Regions from separate parts of the Mus musculus genome. Here region 2 is linked to region 1. The links are chromatin contacts, called in public Hi-C maps. All regions are on one chromosome and are shown on one strand. The core of a region is the stretch at or near the end of the contact, and the rest is flanking DNA. Distances in the headings are between cores, read along the strand shown. Region 1 overlaps Gm31226 (a long non-coding RNA gene). Region 2 has its middle 97 kb from the start of Npy.

Region 1 (3,345 bases), core at 628-3,127:
TGCGGCCCCGGGTGGGTGTCTGGCTGTGGGAAGCCATGTACCCCAGCTCGGAGGGGGGTGGACAAGGGGCAGTCCTAGGCACCAGGTTCCCAGCTTCGGGCATCCCATACACCGATGGACACCACAGAAGAGCTGAGAATGGAATGGGGGCGCCAGGGGCAGCTCGGTCATCCCTGGGGCCAAAGGGAGGAGAGGGCAGGGAAAGAGGGAGGTACTGGGTGGTTCCCACACAGGCAAGAGTTCTTGGTCCAGTCTGTGGCTGGAATGCAAGAAGACCTTCTGGTGGGAGGTTAGACATGGCTCATTAGGGGAAAGCCTATCCCATTGTTAAAGCACGGCGGGCCTTGATGGGCAGAGACGTTCTATGGTTTTAGAGCTTTATTGTAGAAAGGCAGAGAGAAAGAGAGAAAGTAGAAAGAGAGAGAGAGTCTGGCCATGGCCATGTGGAGATGGGGGGGGGGGAGGAAGAGAGAGAAGGAGGGCTAGAGAGGAGAGTAAGAAAGATGGGGGCTTAAAGAGAGCGAGGAGGGGCCAAGCAGTCCCTTTTATAGTGGGCTGGGCTATCAGGTAACTGTGGGTAGGAGCATACCTGGCTATAGTCAGATAACTGTGGGGGTGGAGTCTATCCAGAATGCCAGGAGCTTGGGACATTGTCTGCGTGACTGATAGTCACATACCTCTTCTGCAGGGGATGTGGGGGTGGTAACTTTGACAGGAGCCAGGGGTCCAGGAGATATGATCGAACATCTTCTGTCCCACGTAGGTGGAAATCGCCACCCACTGGATCCCCCGGAGTTCTAGATCTTTGCTCGAGTGGAGACCAGGCTGTCTGTGCACAGCCCACTGCCCCATAGTCAAACAGTTGTGAAGTTGACCCCATCTCCTAGCTTGACTATGACACATATCAACAACATATTGCATTTCACACGGTGAGGGTCCTAGGCACATTTTATTCTTCAAACTCAATGTTTTCCATGAGGATCACAAGGGATGCAGTTTGATGTCAGGAGGTTACAGGGTCATTGCCCACCTCATCCCTACCACTCCTCTTTCCAGCTTCCTCATCCTTCTGCTGCTGGGTGAGGACAGGTTTCCAGTGGACTAAGCTTGGAGTGGATTGATCCTATTCATTGTCCTGACTGCAGTGGCACTGATACAGTGGCACTTTCAGTAAGTGGCTGCTTGCCACTTTGGTTGTGTGCATTGAAGTGAACAGTCTGTCAAGAGGAGTTGGCGATGGTAGGCGCAGTTCACAGTTTTGATAGGCAAGTCTTTTACTAGAAATCCTCTTTGGTAGAATGAAGTCACTTACATTGACCAGAGCAGATGGAACCCTCATTGTTTGTATCATTTGGTGACAAACAATTTTCTCAACCAGGTAGGTGCCTTTCCTCCTCTTCTGAGACAGACTGAGTTACATCATTAACAATATTGACATTTAATTAATTTAATTAACATTAACATGAGTTACAATATTAACATTTCCTGGTACATTTGCTGGGGGTTTGTGCGCAGTGAATGACGAGGCTGTGCAGGGGCTCTGGGCTGTCGTCCTATGTTTTCAGCTCACTGACATTCTGACATCACATTTTGAAAGAAGACCCATGGCCCACTTCTGGGTCTAGATTGTTCTAGACTGGATGTTAGATATGACTTAGAGGAAAATTACCATGATGTGAGTCTCCAGGGTTCTGGCATGGAGTTTCCCCTTTCCTGGGAAGGGAGTGGAGCTTGTTTAGTATTGTGTCTGTGTGAGCCGTGCATTGCAGGCACATGTGAGCATGTGTGTTTGCCTTCCTTTGTGTGGCTCATGGAAGGCTCCAACCTGTGGACGCTGTGTGGGAACTGCGCATGCTTGTTCACTTCAGCAGCATTCAGTGCGTGCGAGGAAAGGTCTCGTCTGCTGACTGCACTGGCAGGAGCCAGAATGGCCTGTGTTACTCATCTGCATCACTGATCCTTCAGACATCCCTGTTGCCCTTGTAACTTAATGTTCCGGCCAGGCCAGTTTCTAATTTTTCAGCAAGGACAATAAATTGCTAATGATCGTTGGTCTCTCCCTATTCTTAGACTATTGCCTAACACAAAGAGACAGGCTCATTCAATTTGGAAATGTTAATAGGATGCCAAAACCATGTTCTGAGCAAATAAAGGAAGGGCTTTCTCAAATGACCGAATCATTCTTTCCACAATCAAATCCCAACTGTCCCTGTTTGTGCGGCTGAATTAAAAGATGATCTAGACTTTAAATGTATTTATTAACCTAATCATATAGTATCTGAATAAGAAGGAAAGGGATGCCTCTCCCTCAGTGAACTTCCACGATAAAGCTAAGTTTTAGAAAATGAGTTCTAACACTTGCACTCCGTTATTTGCAGAGTACAGTTTTCTGAGACTCGACACTTCCCGTGTGTGCCCATTCAGGTCATTGTTCACTTCACTGGCATGGATTTTAGTATTTACAATATTAACATTTCCTGGTGCTTCTGTCTGTTACCTTCCCTCCTCCCATTTGTGTGGTATGTCACTCCCGACTGGGATCCTCCCATGGAAAGTGAGGGAAAGCTGAATTGACATCAGCTGGTTTTGAAACCTGTGAGCAATTAACCTCCGTGCCAAAAGGAATACTTAACATAATTGTCCGAAAGTTGGGGTGCCAAGCTGTGGCATTTATATTGTTAAACAACATTCCCTCTGGTCTCTGATGCTGATGATCCCTTGTTGTTTTGATTCCCTTGTATGGGGACCTATGGGGTTAAGATCTTCTAGAATACTCAAGAAGGAAATTGCTCTCCTTTCCTGAGAAATTTCCTTTATCTCTGTAAAGACCTTATTTGTACAGCCATTTACTGTTTTGATAATAAGAAATAATTAACTAGTGATTCATCGTATTCTTTGATTTTGTTGGAAGTGTTGCTTGCAATGCTTTAATAACTTTTAGATTGTAATTAACTTAATGTGTATGAGTGTTATACCTGCATGTGTATTTCTGCAGCAGGTGCTGTCTGGTGCTTGAGGAGGCCAGAAGAAGGTGATGGGGCCCTTGGAATTGGGCTACAGACAGCTATGGACTTCCATGTGGGTGCTGGGTATCAAACCTAGCTCTTCTGCAAGAGCAGCCAGTGCTCTTAACCACCGAGCTGAGTCTCCAGCCCCTCCATTTGTAACATTAACAGAGATTTGGCAACGGTACAGACACTTAGTAGATTAATTATCTCTTCTATACAGTGGGTCCCTATTCCTACTCACATGCATATGTCTGTCTGTCTGTCTGTCTGCCTGCCTTTGTATCTGCCTGCCTGCTTGCCTGCCTGTATCTGACTCTGTCTTTCTCTCTTTGGGAAA
Region 2 (3,345 bases), core at 565-3,064, 260 kb after region 1:
GCCTGGGAGAGCCTGAGGAGCATGGAACCTGGGTCAGATTCTGAGCACTTGTGTGGATGTTGGGCTGGCAGCCAGGTGCTGGGCGACCAGAGACAGGTGGATCCACATAGTTTAGAGGGCAGTCTGCACCACCATGGATGATGCCTAAGTTCTATGAGACTCTGTCTCAGAAAAAGAAAGGAAGGAAGGAAGGAAGGAAGGAAGGAAGGAAGGAAGGAAGGAAGGAAGGAAGGAAGGAAGGAGAGACAGAAGGAAAGACAATGAAAAAAAGAAAAGAAAAGGGATAGAGAGAAAGAGAAAAAGAAAAAAAGGTAGAGACCAATCAAGAAGGAGAAGCACTCACTATGACTCTCTGGCTTCCATGCATTGCATGCGTGTGCACAGGCATGCACATCCTATCTCCCTCAGTGCACACATGCTCACGTGCACACTGGCTCTCCTGGGATTTCTCATGCAGGTGGCTTATGTACTGTCTTTTGTGAAACCTTTTCTGTACCGGCACAAGAGCTGGGAGTGCAGACTCGCAGTGGAGAGCATGCATACCATAGGTCCCGTCTCCAGCACATAGTCAGTCCACAAACCAGGGACGGTCAACAGAAATCCAGTGTAATCCCATGTAAAATGTGCCACCTCTGTACTTACATTTTAGAAGGTGAAAATAATCAGATGAAATGTCCCCCACTAGATTCAACATACTCTAATTTTATCATACAATCAATATAAAATACTGAGATAACTTTACGAAATTGTTTTACACCGTTTCTGAGTCTGTTACGTATTTCAAAGCATTTACCATGCATCTCAATTAAGACTAACCACATTTCCAGCCCTCACTTGGGCCCTCAGCCCAGACCCTTTGAAGCATAAAGTCTGGAGTGTGGCCCCACTCTATGCCCAAGAGCCCTTCAGCAGATTCTGGTCTTTGTTTAGGTTTGAGAACTATCGATCTAGGCCATGGCTTGTGGACTTGGATGTGCAATAGAAGCACCTGAGAAACGTAAAAATAAAAATGTATGCAGCATTCCTATCCCCAGACAACAAAGGCTTTGTAAGGTCTTCCCAATGGTTCTAACACACAGCAAGATGTTGTAAGGATGTCGCTCGTTATCCCATTCAGTTATGTTTTCCCCTTAGTTCCAAATATTTTAAGATGGCTCCCGTCATCATCTCACAGCATGCAGGCTCTTATTTTCAAAGTCCAGACTCCAGTTTTGTTATTTATTCTACTTGAAGCGTCTGGACAAAAGCAATTGTTTTAACTGATTTCTACAACTCTTTTGCTCAAAAAGAAATCTCCTTTAAAAATCTGAATCTTTTTGCCTCTCTCCCATGATTCCTGATTTCAGAGTGGTTGACTTAACAGCTCTCATTCCTTTACCCCACTTCCCACAGCCCAGGGAGCCTTGGTCACTTCTAGTAGCACCAGTCACTTACAGTTCCACCTGACTGCACACAGGAACTCCAGAACGTTGAACCCCTCCCCTTTTCACTAAGATTTAGCCATCGCTGTCCTGTGTGTCAGAGCAATCCTTGGAGAAGCCCAAGTCCTCCCCCAAAGCATCTTCTAGGGAAAGGGAACAAGGCACAAATCCAATTCATAAGCCCCCTCCCCATCATTACTACTGGTTTCCATCCTGGTAGATCTTTAGTCCCCACGCCCTTGGGTCATGAGAGAGGGAGGATATTGGAAAAGCCACCTGGGAGGCAAGGTAGCACTGGGAGGAATGAAAAATCGGCTGTAGTTCTACAGCACCAAAGGTTCACAGAAAAGGCAGCTGTTTGGCATGCGTGTGCAGCCCACTCGAACAACATAGGCCTCGTTTACTTACCCATATGTAAATATGCATAGCTGAAGCACCCTCTAGTGGAACACCCAGAGAAGGGCATGTTTCCTGGGCAAACCCTTACAAAAAGAAAAAAGGAAGGAAGGAAGGAAGGAAGGAAGGAAGGAAGGAAGGAAGGAAGGAAGGAAGGAAGGAAGGAAGGAAGGAAGGAAGGGAGGGAGGGAGGGAGGGAGGCAGAGTGTTTAGAAATCTCATCTAACCACAGCATCATTTGAGATATGAGCACAAACCTACAGTAGCTCCACAGTCCTGGCAAGGTCCTGGGTGCACAAGCTGGTCCACTGGGGCTATAGAGGGCCGGGCCAAACTGGCTTTCTTAAAGTCCTCAACCTTGAAGGCCTAGCTAGGTTCTTGCTGCACACAGTGCAGGAAGGCTTGTTTAGAGGTGAGAGCTGTAACAAAGAAAGATTTGACAGTCCCACTAGGGTCCCTTCAGTTCACCAAATGACCTGTCCCTATTTCTAAACAGAAGGCCATGGTGGGACCACTCATTCATGGAAGCCTGTCCCTACTGGTGGAGAGTAAAAGAGGAGAGTAAACATTGTTACACTGACTAGAAAGATCAAATTTGTAACAGTTGTCAAAATCAATAATAGTCACACCCATTTCCCAAGAAAATATGCTTGCAGGAATTTATCTAGGGCAAAATCCTAGAAACACTGTAGGTGCCAACGAGAGATAAATTAAATAAATAATGATATACCTTTAGTGTCCTGCCAGGGGCCTCTGTGCTGAGCAGTGTTAGGTGAAAACCTGCTTGTATTAAGGAGTACTTGGAACAGCATTCTTTTGATGAGCAACTCTGAGGGTTTACCAGAGCAGGAGTCCATGAAACTGGTGGACCAGTCACCATCCCATCAGTCCAGGTCCGAGGAGAATGAAACAGAAACAGTCAGTCTTACTCATCTCCTGCACTGGGATTTATTCTTCCTCTCTATGCCTGGATGGCAGAGTTTGGGAGCTTACATTACTGACTTCCCAGGTTCTCAGGTCATTAGCCTTAAACTAAGAGCTATTCCATCAGCATCTCTGGTTCTGAGGTCCAAGATATAGATTGAAAACAGGCTAGCAGCCTCCCAGGGTTCCAGCCTGAAGATGGTATCCATAATTTGTGAGTCAATTTCCATAATACATGCCCTCTCATCTGTCCATTCATCCATCCATCCAGCACTCTCATAACACACACACACACACACACACACACACACACACACACACACCTATATAATCATCTCTTTACTATCTTTTACCTACTTGTTTATCTGTCTCATTGGCCCGCCTCTTTGAGGACCCCAGACTAACACAGACTCTACATTCGCCCAAAAGAGTCAACTCTCTGCGTAGGGGATAGATCTCTGTATGGGCTTTCCACTGTGTTATCCTTTTTACAGTGGGGTCCACAGGAGAAGTTTTCTGGGGCTTTAGAAGCATCTGGTGGGGAGGAGAGCCTGGCCTTCCTTCACCTCCATCCCCACCACCCCGAGTCTCTGTCACAGTGGAA

Evidence for each region. Hi-C and Micro-C count contacts between places; a contact is called where the count stands out from the background.
Region 2: a Hi-C map of the N1E-115 cell line shows a contact between it and region 1, with 3 times the contacts expected there. The contact joins two enhancer-like sites. A contact is called at or near these places in 5 of 484 Hi-C or Micro-C datasets (the N1E-115 cell line, cerebellum, cerebral cortex and 2 more) and 1 of 115 datasets of contacts at active chromatin or transcription factors (pancreatic cancer cells).

What each region holds. Positions count from the first base shown.
Region 1 is chr6:49,652,859-49,656,203 of GRCm38.p6, forward strand. The region is part of intron 2 of Gm31226 (a long non-coding RNA gene); the gene reads left to right. Among named protein-coding and RNA genes, the nearest start is that of Gm31226, 21 kb to the left of the region's middle. Within about 2 kb of position 1,878, at least 10 of the 459 cell types and tissues checked have an H3K27ac peak or open chromatin away from gene starts, as enhancers often do. A contact at or near this core is called in the N1E-115 cell line, where this site is marked.
Region 2 is chr6:49,917,842-49,921,186 of GRCm38.p6, forward strand. No RefSeq gene overlaps it. Among named protein-coding and RNA genes, the nearest start is that of Npy, 97 kb to the left of the region's middle. Within about 2 kb of position 1,815, at least 6 of the 459 cell types and tissues checked have an H3K27ac peak or open chromatin away from gene starts, as enhancers often do. A contact at or near this core is called in the N1E-115 cell line, where this site is marked.